Linked DNA regions of Mus musculus: all the other regions are linked to region 2. Evidence: chromatin contacts called from public Hi-C data. All regions are on one chromosome and are shown on one strand. The core of a region is the stretch at or near the end of the contact, and the rest is flanking DNA. Distances in the headings are between cores, read along the strand shown.

Region 1 (3,602 bases), core at 711-3,210, 330 kb before region 2:
GGGCAGCAGTTGGATTGATCAGCTGACAGTATCAATGGCACTCTCTTCTAGCAATTTTCAGAAAGGATATTTCTCTTATTTTAATGACTGAGATTTATCCTCCCTCCATCAAAGATCCTCCCACTGGCAAGTCCTGCTTCCACTGGCCTTCCTTAAGCGCCCTTCCAGGACTCTTCCTTGAGTGTGGTTTTCTTGCCCTTTCCCCGTGCCCTCCACACAGGCCTTCATGTAAGACTTCAGATCAGACAGACCTGGGTTCAAATCCTACCTCGGATGTGTCTCTCAATAGCCTCATGTCCTTGGCCAAGTTGTTTAATGTTCTTGCTGGCCAAGTCTGAATGCCTGGCTCTGAAAAGTATTCAAGAAGTAGTTTTTGTTTCTTTATTGGCATTTATTGAGGAACCTTTAAATGGCAGGCATATAATAAGGAAATTATTTATAGGTTCCTACAAAACTAACAACCCACATTAGCACTGGCTACTTAAACAGCTCAGGAAATGAAAGAAAAAAAAAAGACATATCTGAGATGCCAGAGAGAGAGAGAGAGAGAGAGAGAGAGAGAGAGAGAGAATTAAGACTGAATCCAGTTGCTACCCAAATCCTGGCCGTGTAACCACTGTGCCAGCCTCCCTCCTCATGTTGATTCTTACAGTTGACTTGTGCCCAGTGATAACAAACCTTCCCATCAAACAACAGACCCTAGGGAACAGCTGAGCTAAAAGCAAGTTATATGGTGGTAGACTTGATGATGACTTGAAAGGAGTAACGGCCGTGTCTTACTTACAGTAGTGGGAGAGATCTCAGGAGGGAGTGGAGACATTTTGTTCCCAGTACTTCATGCAGGCCTAGATCCACTGTGATCCCACCATCTTACACTTGCCTGGCAGTTCCCCCATCTGAAGCTACGGGAAACAACCAGGCCCAGGTTTGAACCTAGAAGTGTGAACAAGATGGAAAATTACTGAGTGGAGGACATGGCTGCCGCCTTTGATTTGGAAAAGCCTGTGCAGGTTGTAGCACAGGATTCCATCTGATAAACATGAGGTATCGTCAAAAGTTCAGAGGACCCACTAGAACCTAAGGCCTCAGAAAATCAAGGAGATGCAAGAAAAATAAATAAATAAATAAATAAATAAACGGAGAGAGAAAATAGGGCAGGACAAAGTGAGCTATAAAATTGAAAGCAGATAATAAAGAGAAAAAAAAGAGAGAAAAGTAAACCAACTCCCTACTTTGCTGGCTCTCCTATCTTTCTGTGACTTCTCCTGATGTTTGGATGGTGACATTTCATCTGAGGTCACAGAGCCAAATACCAGTGCCACCATCCATGAGAAGAAACAGACAATTCACAGACTGTTCTGGAAAGGAGGACATATTTCTGATTTTAGTGTCTTATTTTGTATTGTCATACACAGAGCTGGGAGGGCAGGGTGTAGGGTGGTCGGCCTGGGGCATGCATGTGTGTGTGTGTGTGTGTGTGTGTGTGTGTAACTGCTGTCTCTGGCCTGCTCAGTGGTTCTGAGCTTCTCCTTCCCCTTTGTTTCTCCGTTGTTGCCTTTGGGTTTTTGAAAGAGCATAAAGTTGGATGTCACAAAAAAGACTTCCTCCCGTACCAAGTGAAGTTTGAGCACCCACAGAAATGGGTCAGAGAATGTAGTTAGATGACAGTATCACAGACCTACCTTCTATGGAGTCTCTTCACTGTGTACAATGAGTCTTGTTATGTCTTGAGAAGATACAGGGACTTGGGTTCATGGTGTGTCAGGACAGTGCTATACAGCAGCGGGGAGAATGGTGACGTCCTTGGGTCACTCGATGGCTGTTTCCATAGGGTCCTGGTCTGTTAGATGAAGCTTTGCTTTGGGCATAGAGTGGCTTAGCAACCAGTTAGAGAATGTTCAAATTCTAGATTCCTAAGTATAGAACTGGAACACTGGAGGGTGCCTCAGAGCCTTTACCCAAGTCGTGATCACAAATGAGAAGAAGACTCGAGGGGATTGATGAGCTGAGGCCAGGCTGGACCACTAGAATGCAGCAAGAGCAGCTGAGCCCAGTGCTCTGGTCTCTATTATGTACTGCCTCACATTTCTTTCTGTTGATTGTTGTCTGTGTGGAAAGTCAGAGTTGGGAGCAGGGGCTATGAAGTCAGTGAGCCCCAAGTCACATTTCCCCCTTTGTAAGAGAGTTGTGCACCCAGGGCACAGTCAAGACAGAAACTGAGGGTAGAAACAGAAGGGGTGTGGCAGCTAAGATCGTCTTGTTCTCTCAGGAAAGCCTTTGGGAGACTTCTGATCCCATTTCATAGGCAGAATAAGGGTTCACCTGTCATCACCTAGCCTCAAGAAAGGAACCATTAAGCTGTAGCCTCTGTAGTTGGAAGTAGGAGTGAGAAGGGGGAGGGACCTGGCTCTCTGGGTCAATTAGCATAGTCTGCCTCAGGTAGATCCTGAATCCCAGGAAGCTGTAGATGTGGTGCAGGCCATGGCTAGCCTCATGCCTCTGGTCACCCTATCCAGACAAGTTGAGTGGCAGTAGTGGAGATGGTCTGACATCTCAGCCTGGTGGGATTCACTGCCGACTCCCCAGGCCCACCACTGGAGTAATGGCTGTCTTTCTTTGAGAGCACATAGGTGGAGCGTAAGGGAGAGGGAGATGGATGAGGTCATACTATTGCAATCACTTGGGAAAAAATACACAAACTTCCAAAACTGCAAGATGCTTTCTACTGCCACCAGACCTCCTTTGGAGGTTTTCCTACCGCTTAATAACCAGGTAAGGCTGCTGAACGTGGGAGGCCTGTAACCATACGCCTTGGGAGGCTGAAGCAGGAGGATGAAAGTTCAAGACCTTCCTGGGCTATAGGGGAAGTTTAGAGCCAGCCTGGGCAATTTAGTGAGACAATCCCTCAAAATAAAAAAGTAAAAAAGAGCTGGGATATGATAGTTTAATGACAGAGTTCTTGCTGGCACACAGGAGTCCCAAGATTCAATATCCAGTTCTGCAAATCAAAGACCCAGGCCAAATTCTCTGAGTCTTCATGTCTTAGTTCTGCCAGGGCTGTCCCCAGGGTGCTGTCCTAGAAGGGTTTGTGCTCACAGGGTAACCTCATAGAGCACAGCTGTGCAGTGACAGCTGGCCCCTCGCTGGCCCAGAAGTTGTCTCAGGGTCATGCTTTCTCTTTCCACCAACCTCTCGAAGATTCAGATCTATGCATTTTACTGAGGAAGGAGCCCAGGGCCTGGGCACTGACATCAAAACCAGGGGAATTCAAGGCAAGAGCGGGATGCTCTATTGTCCCTGCCAGATCACCCCCTGCATTGTGTCTTTCAATTGGCTTTTTCCCTTCTGGGCAGGCTGGGTTTGTGTTACAAAGACTCTGCCTGGTCTATTGTTTGTGCAGGGATGCTTTCCCAGAGCAGGGTGGGCGTTTGATGGATTTATTCAATAAGAGCGAGGAAGGACAAACTGGAACCAGGAAGCCACCACTCAACTATTTGTGGACTTTGGAGGAGGTTTGAAGAATTCACAACTGAACAGTTTTTACAAAGGCATTTTGAGCCTTTCACTTTCTCGTGTGAACATTTCTGTAGTTGTCATCGTGA
Region 2 (3,585 bases), core at 768-3,267:
CACGGTGGCATATAGTAATTTGAAGGCTGAAGCTGGAAGATCACGAGTTCAAAGCTACTCATGATCAACAAGCCAGGGATAGAAAGGTTTCTCTAGACACCGCCTCAAAAGAAAAGACTGCAAAGACGGGCCACGGCTGAATACACAGAGGCAGGGCATTTTCAGCTGCACATTTCCTAATGCTGATCATCTGCGCATCCTTTAGGTTTCCAGCGCTGTCATCTGTTAGTGTTTTACCCAGGCCTAGCTTCTCCCCAGCAGCTCTCTCCAACTCCTCCTACCCAAAAGGAGATAGATCCCCATTGTCCAGATGTCCCATGAAAACACTGCAGTTAACCAAGCCACAGTTCTGCCATGGACACCGAGCTCCTTTAGACTAAGGACCGATTCTTTGCTTGTAGAGTTTATATTGAAACCTTTACAATGACTGAGGAACTCCCCTGTGAGAAAAGCTTTAAAAGGTACACGAAATAAGCCACAGAAATTTCATGTTGGGAAGACTGTGGGAAAAGAAAGAAGAAACCCGTGGGAAAGAAACAGCCTTGGGACTTTTTAGGATGAATGCTCAATAATGCATCATTTATTGATGCCTTCCATATATATATGTGAAGCTGATTGGCATACATAAGATAAAAATGCTCCCAAAATAAATTTAGCTTCTCATATCACCAATATAATCTTCCTAGCTGCTGTATCCTCTGTCCTAATGAATGAGATCACCACCCACTCATCCAGTGACCTTAGCCAGGAACCTGGTGGCCACCCAGCCATTTACCTCAATCAGACTTGATTCTTTGCTGACTTACAAGTGCTATTCTGCCCTTTCCTTACTTTGTTTTAGGTCTAAATATCCCCGCCACCCATCCAGGCTCTGTGGTCATTCCAATGTGGTTTCCATGCGGTAGATCTTACTCCCCTCTCATGAATCTCTATAAAACCATGGGGGCATCTTTCTGAAATGCAAGTCTATCTTTCTTATTATTCTTTCTAGACCTTACAACAATGCCCAAAAGATAAAGTCCTAACTTCTTTGCATGTCGTTCAGCCACCCCCATAATGTGGTCTCTTGCCCCTTTATTTTAATATCATTTCTAACCACTGCCCTATACACCTAAATAACAGTGTCGGGCTTTGAAAGATCACGCCATTTCCCCTCAACCCACCTCTATGATCATTTCAACTGTTTGAATTACCTTCAGACTCAACCTCAGGACCAATGTTTTCGTGACTTCCTCTGCAAGAAGCACATGAGTCCCTACTGTGCCTAGCCATTGCCTGTAACAGAGCAGAGCTCCATGTTGTGACAAGGCTTTTTCTACTAGGAGGGAAGAGATAGAGTCTGGTGTAAGAGTGGCTGTGTGTGTGTGTGTATGTATATATGTGTGTATATATGTGTGTATATATGTGTGTATATATAGTGCATATATATATATAGTACATATATATTTTGTGCATATATATATTTATTGTGTGTGTGTATATATGTGTGTGTGTATGTATGTATATATATATATATATATATATATATATATATATATATATATATATTGCATACAATACCTCCAACCCTGAACCATAAAAGTAACTCCTATTTGCAGAGCATGGGTGAGGTGAAAGAAGGGTCTCAAATAAAAAAAAAATTCACAAGCAGTGACTCAGACTTGGAAAGTTGCATTCAGTTTAAAGTTTTTTTTTTTTTTTTTTTTTTTCTTGGTACATCTGAATCAGAGGTTTTGCGAAAGGAGCAAAGAAGTAGGGGGCGGGGGGGGCGGGGGAGCCGGTCAGAACAGGCAGTATCTCTCAATAAATAAAAGATCAGATGTAACAAAAATAACTCAAAGACTTCTGCTTGGGAACCTGAAAGATCGCTGGTGTCTTGATAGGAAATTATAAAGCTCAATTGTACATTCAGACCTGTTCCTGTCATCTGAACTTGAAGCAGTGACTAAGAGGAAGAGCTGGCTAATTACCTGCAAGTCCTTTAGGAGTGTCCTTGCCAATCAGAGTGCTTCTGCCACCTGGTGGCAGTCTACCCAATGTTTTATTCAACTGCTAAGCATGGCTCCTTCTCATTCAACACAACGCTCCCCCACCCCCCACGCCCCATGACATCATGCAAACCAAGAGGGTCAAATCTCTGTGTTCAGTTTAAGGGCACCATGAGACACCTACATCCTCAATGATGTGCATTTTCTAAAATCAGCACCCAGTATCTACAAGGTATCATAAAAAAAAAAGTAATTTGTGTTATTTTGTCACTACAGTCATGAAACTAAGTAGTATTGGGGCTGGACCCAGGGCTGGCACCCCCCCCCCCAACTCCCAAAGTTCTGGACTTTTGTTATGCATACTTAGACATGAAGAAAATGAAGGGGTCCTTAAGATTTGCATGCAGATTCTCTGGTTATGAACACAGCCAGGTAAATAAAGCGCCCAAGTTGGGTCATGCTGGAGTAAACTGTGTGGGCCTCGGTGTCACTGAAACGATTCTCCACTGAAAAGGACACACCTGTTCTTAAATCTGAAGAGACACCATAAGAGATTTAAAAAATATTTCTAATCCAAGGCCCTGCTTTCAATAGACACTCAACGTTTTTAAAAATTGAATCATGGTGATGCATTAAAAAGTATCAGGTAATCCTAGTAAATAAAGTGATTTATAGCTCTGTAGTTCAAAAGGAATAAGGATGGGATTATATCAAAGATGCGTGGGAATCCGTCTACAGAAGCTCCAAATGGCTCTTTGGGGCCACAAAAATAAACCAATATGTCTATAACCCAACAATACCTACTCAAAAGACCATGTTCTATAAATGATGAGATAAATAGTAAACGTCCCAGATAGGGTTTCACACGATTTGTGCGGATTCCACACCCCTCGCTGAGATTGAGCACAACTCAGTGCATTGTACATTAAACCATGGAGGAAGAGTTGATGAAGCCAAATTGAGAGATACTCAACAAAATACCTGACTAACACAGCTCAATGCTGCGGTGATCACGCAACATCCTGGAATCATAAAACTGTTACAGCTAAGATCAACACAAGGAGTTCTGATTAGATGCAGTGGGGGATCCTAGATGGGGTCCCCAAAGAAAAGGCTGAAATATTAGGTCATCAAAAAAAAAGACATTAGGTGAAAAGAAATTTAATTTTACTGAAGTATGGATTTTATTTGATAATAGTGTATTAACACCAGTTCATTAATTTCAAGAAGTAAATCAAACTAATGTAAGATGTTCAGAGACACTAGGAGTGGGGTTAATATGACTCGTTCTATTATCTTTGCAATTTTCGGTAAAAGTGAAAGCTATTCTGAATAATGTTTTAAGAAAATGAGCCAGATCTCCCATTATAATCAGCAATAACCAGTGCCATGTGGTGAATCAAAGAAACACCAAAATATTATTAAATGACTCTTGGGAAATTAGATAGCAAACCATACAGGAGAAACAAGAAACATTCACTTGAGAAGTGAGAAAGATAAAACATGATTTAAGAGTAAATATTATTTTTATTAAGTAAAACATAGGAAAAATCCACAAACAACCAAAAGAGAAAAATATGCACTTTGATAATTCCAT
Region 3 (4,085 bases), core at 237-2,736, 310 kb before region 2:
ACAATTATTAGCATCTCTATACCACCGAGAGAAGGAGGAATGGTAACTGTCTGTTTGGGTCTACTCTTAGCCACACCGGTGGCCTTTAGTGTTTTGCTCTGCCTACTTATGTGAAGCTTTGGAGAGAAGCAGAATCTGGCTTGGGATTTATTTACCATCCTACGTATACTTTGTGTGTTCACACAAGCTCCTTGAACACAGCCTAGGTACAATAATGGTAACCAAAGTCGTTGTTCAGAGTTAGAGTAGGCCTTTGTTGAGTGTCTTCCACGTGTAGGGTACTTTTGTAAGCAGGTCTTGAAGACTCATCTCTTCCTTGAGCAAAAGATGAAGTGTGTGAGGGGAAGGCACTAGAATTTCAGGTTTGTTGTGTTCTGATCTTTGAATTTCTCAATGAATTTTAGTAAAGTCTGATTCTTACATGGTTCTTACATGGTCCCATTTTAAAGCCTGTACATGTTTGTTTGGGGTCTTTTTTTTTTGTTTTTGACAATAATTGAAAAGAAGTACGGACTTGAGACCTTTTGGGATTCCCAGGCCTCCCTGGACAGTACACTGGCTCCCTCTCTCCTTCTTCCTCCTTCACCTCTCTGATTCCAGGAACTCTTCCCATTCGGGGCCTCATACTAATTGCTTCCTGTGGTAACACTGCCTTCCTCTTGCTCGATAAGGGCGGAGCCTCCATCTCTTGGGGACCTCGTGTGTTTCTGCATCCTGGAAAGGTGGAAACTGTGTGTCCCCCACGCTAGCTCAAGGACAAGAGGCACAGAGTGCAGTCAAGGGGAGAATTTGGCTCCCAGTGTCTAAACACGCCAATCCAAGCCTTCTGCGTGACTGTGCCTGCAAATCTCAGCTTTCACTGCACATTTTAGACTACCCAGTTCTATTACTCCCTTCTCCTCTCCTGTTGGCCTCAGAGGATCTTCCAGTCCATTCAAGAGAAACAGTTTTAATTAAGCATCGCTGTGAACTTGATCATCTTTAAGTCTCTGATTTCTCACGGGAAGCTGGGGGATAAGCTGGGGTGGAGCTCGGTGGAGGGGGTTAGTTCTCAAGGCCGTGGTCAGAAGACAAAAAAACGTTGGCAGAGCTATGTCCTGCCAAAAATGGAGGAGTCCAAATGAAAATCAACATTGATGAAAGGAGGGCAGCTCACCTCACCGTGACGTTAGTACCCTAGGCTGGCACGCTCATGTAAGTCCAGATAGGAAATAAACAACATCCCAAGGGTTCCAGTAAGAAAAGGATGACAGCCTTGGAGCACAGCTGCAGCCACTTTCTGGGATTAGACTCTGCTGGTGCCTTTGGCCTTGGTTCCTCCCACCCCCAGTGCTATTTGATCCCTACAGCTTTGCTTCCACTGGGTTCAAGTACATGCTTGCAGGCTTCTCTTTGCCCAGCAAGTAAACAAACCTCCAATGACAAAGGAAAACACTGGCCTGGTGCAGGGTTTCAAGGCAGGAGGCCTGAGATGGGGATTTCCCTGTTTGTTATGACAGGAGCCCTGCTCTCCCCATAGGGTTGAGAGGAACGGGAATAAGGTTGAAAAGCCTTGAGTCAGGCCCAGAGAATTTCAGTTTCAACATCGCCTCAGCCAGCAGGTGCTTAATCATTCTAATTACCTTCAACACAAAGGTCATGGCTGAAGTAAATGATTATCTGCTGGCTGCTTCGCTTAGTGTACTACATCTTTGCTTAGCATATGGAGAAGGACTTTACTGTACTGTGCTTTGTTTCTATGGGATGGTTACCACAGTCAGTGGTGGGTCTGTAGCTGGCTGCCCTTGAGGGCCTGTATGGACAGCCCCATAGAGGATGGAAGGTGGCACAGGCTGCGCAGGGTAGCTTGCTATTCAAGGGTAAGTGCATGTAAGGTGGTGTAATCTTGCCCAAGTCCAAGGCTCCCTGGGTTCTTACCGTACTCAAGGAGAAGGAAGGAAAAAAGGAAGGAGGGAGGGAGGGAGGGAGGGAGGACACAGGACTACTGGAAAGACCTCTTTACACCATGGTTTTGTACCAAGGGTCTTGGGTACAACTGGCTGTGTCACTCCTCAGAACCTAGGAACAGCATGTGCAACCCCCGGAAGATGTCAGCTTGCTCCCTGAGGAAACAGCTTGGTCAAGAGTCATTCAGAAGAGGAGGCCTTGCAGCCTCTTCTCTAAGCTACGCAGAAGGCTGAAGGATAACAAATTCAAAAGGATAAAGTTTGATGCCGATCTAGGCAACTTTGTGAAGCCTTGCCTCAAAAAAAAAAAATCCCCCCAAAACAAAACAAAACAAAAAAACCACCACCACCAAGAAGAATCTCAGTGGTTGATTGATTGGTTGATTGATTACCTGTTACGTACACGATCTGAGGCCTAATCTATATAGTATGGCACAAACAGAATAAGCAGTGACAACAAAACACCAGAAGCTTCCCTCCTTAGTGACAGGGGAAGGAGAGTATCAAAGATTACCAACTCTGATCTAGAGTGAACTCTGAAATTTAATCACTTTATTTTCAATATGAATAAGTGTTGAGCATAATTTGTTGGGGACTATGTTTAAGGGGGATGAGGAGAATGGGGGATGGGTTGATAGAAATGTCAAATGCAGTCTGATACTTTCTTCCCCTCCTTTTTTTTCTGTGTGGGACTCATTTGGTATATACATATACTGTCTATGTATTTCATATATATATATATATATATATATATATATACTATCTAATATATAAATATACTAGATAGTATCTACACATACGTATTCTACTCATGTCTACACATCATATTACTCTCCTCAGCAACCCAAACCACATGTTGTGTTAGTCATCTTCCTATCGCAATAATTTTTTTGAAATTATTAGTAAAACACCATTTCAGATGTTTGACTCCAGCATGAATGCATCCAGTTGCCTTAGTCCTGTGGTGAGACAGTATATCATGGTGGGAGCATGTGACTGAACAGAAGAACCACAAAGAAATGAATGTGAGGGAGGTTCCCTGGCGTCTCCTAAGGACACACCCCCAGCTCCCACCTCCTAAAGGCTCTACTACGCCCTAATCTCATGGCCCTGTCATCAGGCTTCTGCCTCATCTGGAGATCAACTTTTTCACATGGACCTTTGGGATGACTTAAGACAAAAATCCAGAAAATAGCCACTTTAGTTAACTTCCCATTATACATTATAGTATAATACACTGTGTTGAATATTTACTCCTTGCTAGTCTCTTTAAAGCATCACAATTTTAAAGAGGAAAATGATAGAAAAGTGATATACCCTTTCATTGATACATCATGACTTCTTTTTAGGTTTAAACAGTTGAGATCCATAAGCCCTTCGTTGTTCACAGCAGGGCATGTATGCTATTTAGAAAACTCCTCTAGGTTTGTGGTCCAAAGTGTCAAAATTTTCTAAGTGGTGGTTTGACTGAAATTGGCCCCCTACAGGCTCACAGGGAGTGGCACTATTGGGAGGTGTGGCCTTGTTGAAAGAAGTGGGTGGGCTTTGGGGTTTGGGGGACCCAAGGCAGTCCCAGTATCACCCTCTCTTCCTGTTGCCTGCAGATCTGTGTGTAGAACTCTCAGCTCCCTCTCCAGCACTGTGTCTGCCTGCGGGGCCGCTATGCTTCCTGTCATGATGACAGGGGACTAAACCTCTAAACTATGAGCCAGTCCTGATTAAATGCTTTTCTTTATGAGAGTTGCTGTGACCATGGTGTCTCTTCATAGCAATAGAAACCCTAACTAAGACAGTCAGAATGATGGATATTCTGGCTTATATTTTTGTATGATTGGTAAGGGAGGAGTCTCACAGACTATCTACCACTGTGGTGACCTCAAATATAGGTGATCTTTCATTCCCCATATATTCCCAGGGCCAAATTGTCTATTGCACACATGTCATGGTAGACTGTGTGCCTTTGTATCACGATGCTGCATGAGTTGGCCCTTAAGTTAGAGTATTTCTAGAAGCAATGCCTATGAATAGCAGTAACTTATCAATGTTCAGAGGTGACTGAAAGCCAACTAAATATATCCCCTTAAACCCAAGCTAAATATGCCAACTCAACTTTACCTCAGCACTGTTCCAAAAATACTG

Evidence for each region. A called contact is a pair of places that touch in the nucleus more often than the background predicts.
Region 1: a contact with region 2 is called in a Hi-C map of pancreatic cancer cells, with 6 times the contacts expected there. The contact joins the promoter of 1700108F19Rik here to the enhancer-like site in region 2. A contact is called at or near these places in 1 of 39 promoter capture datasets (the SN4741 cell line), 3 of 15 datasets of contacts at CTCF or cohesin (the NIH/3T3 cell line and pro-B cells), 20 of 484 Hi-C or Micro-C datasets (the Ba/F3 cell line, the C2C12 cell line, DN2 thymocytes and 13 more), 8 of 115 datasets of contacts at active chromatin or transcription factors (acute myeloid leukemia, bone marrow-derived dendritic cells, embryonic stem cells and 2 more) and 1 of 9 other capture datasets (embryonic stem cells).
Region 3: a contact with region 2 is called in a Hi-C map of the C2C12 cell line, with 3 times the contacts expected there. The contact joins two enhancer-like sites. A contact is called at or near these places in 2 of 15 datasets of contacts at CTCF or cohesin (both in the NIH/3T3 cell line), 31 of 484 Hi-C or Micro-C datasets (the 3T3-L1 cell line, the AML12 cell line, the C2C12 cell line and 21 more), 9 of 115 datasets of contacts at active chromatin or transcription factors (acute myeloid leukemia, bone marrow-derived dendritic cells, bone marrow-derived macrophages and 3 more) and 1 of 9 other capture datasets (embryonic stem cells).

The regions. Positions count from the first base shown.
Region 1 is chr14:76,675,608-76,679,209 of GRCm38.p6, forward strand. It overlaps 1700108F19Rik (RIKEN cDNA 1700108F19 gene), which reads left to right and starts at 1,961. Exons shown (of 5, transcript NR_015485.1): 1 at 1,961-2,072; 2 at 2,631-2,772. It overlaps 1700105F02Rik (a long non-coding RNA gene), which reads right to left and starts at 1,978. Exons shown (of 3, transcript XR_383611.3): 1 at 1,683-1,978; 2 at 785-933.
Region 2 is chr14:77,006,429-77,010,013 of GRCm38.p6, forward strand. No RefSeq gene overlaps it. Among named protein-coding and RNA genes, the nearest start is that of Lacc1, 28 kb to the right of the region's middle. Within about 2 kb of position 2,018, at least 11 of the 459 cell types and tissues checked have an H3K27ac peak or open chromatin away from gene starts, as enhancers often do. A contact at or near this core is called in the C2C12 cell line, the HL-1 cell line, the NIH/3T3 cell line and 2 more, where this site is marked.
Region 3 is chr14:76,697,490-76,701,574 of GRCm38.p6, forward strand. No RefSeq gene overlaps it. Among named protein-coding and RNA genes, the nearest start is that of 1700105F02Rik, 22 kb to the left of the region's middle. Within about 2 kb of position 1,487, at least 117 of the 459 cell types and tissues checked have an H3K27ac peak or open chromatin away from gene starts, as enhancers often do. A contact at or near this core is called in the C2C12 cell line, the HL-1 cell line, granulosa cells and 1 more, where this site is marked.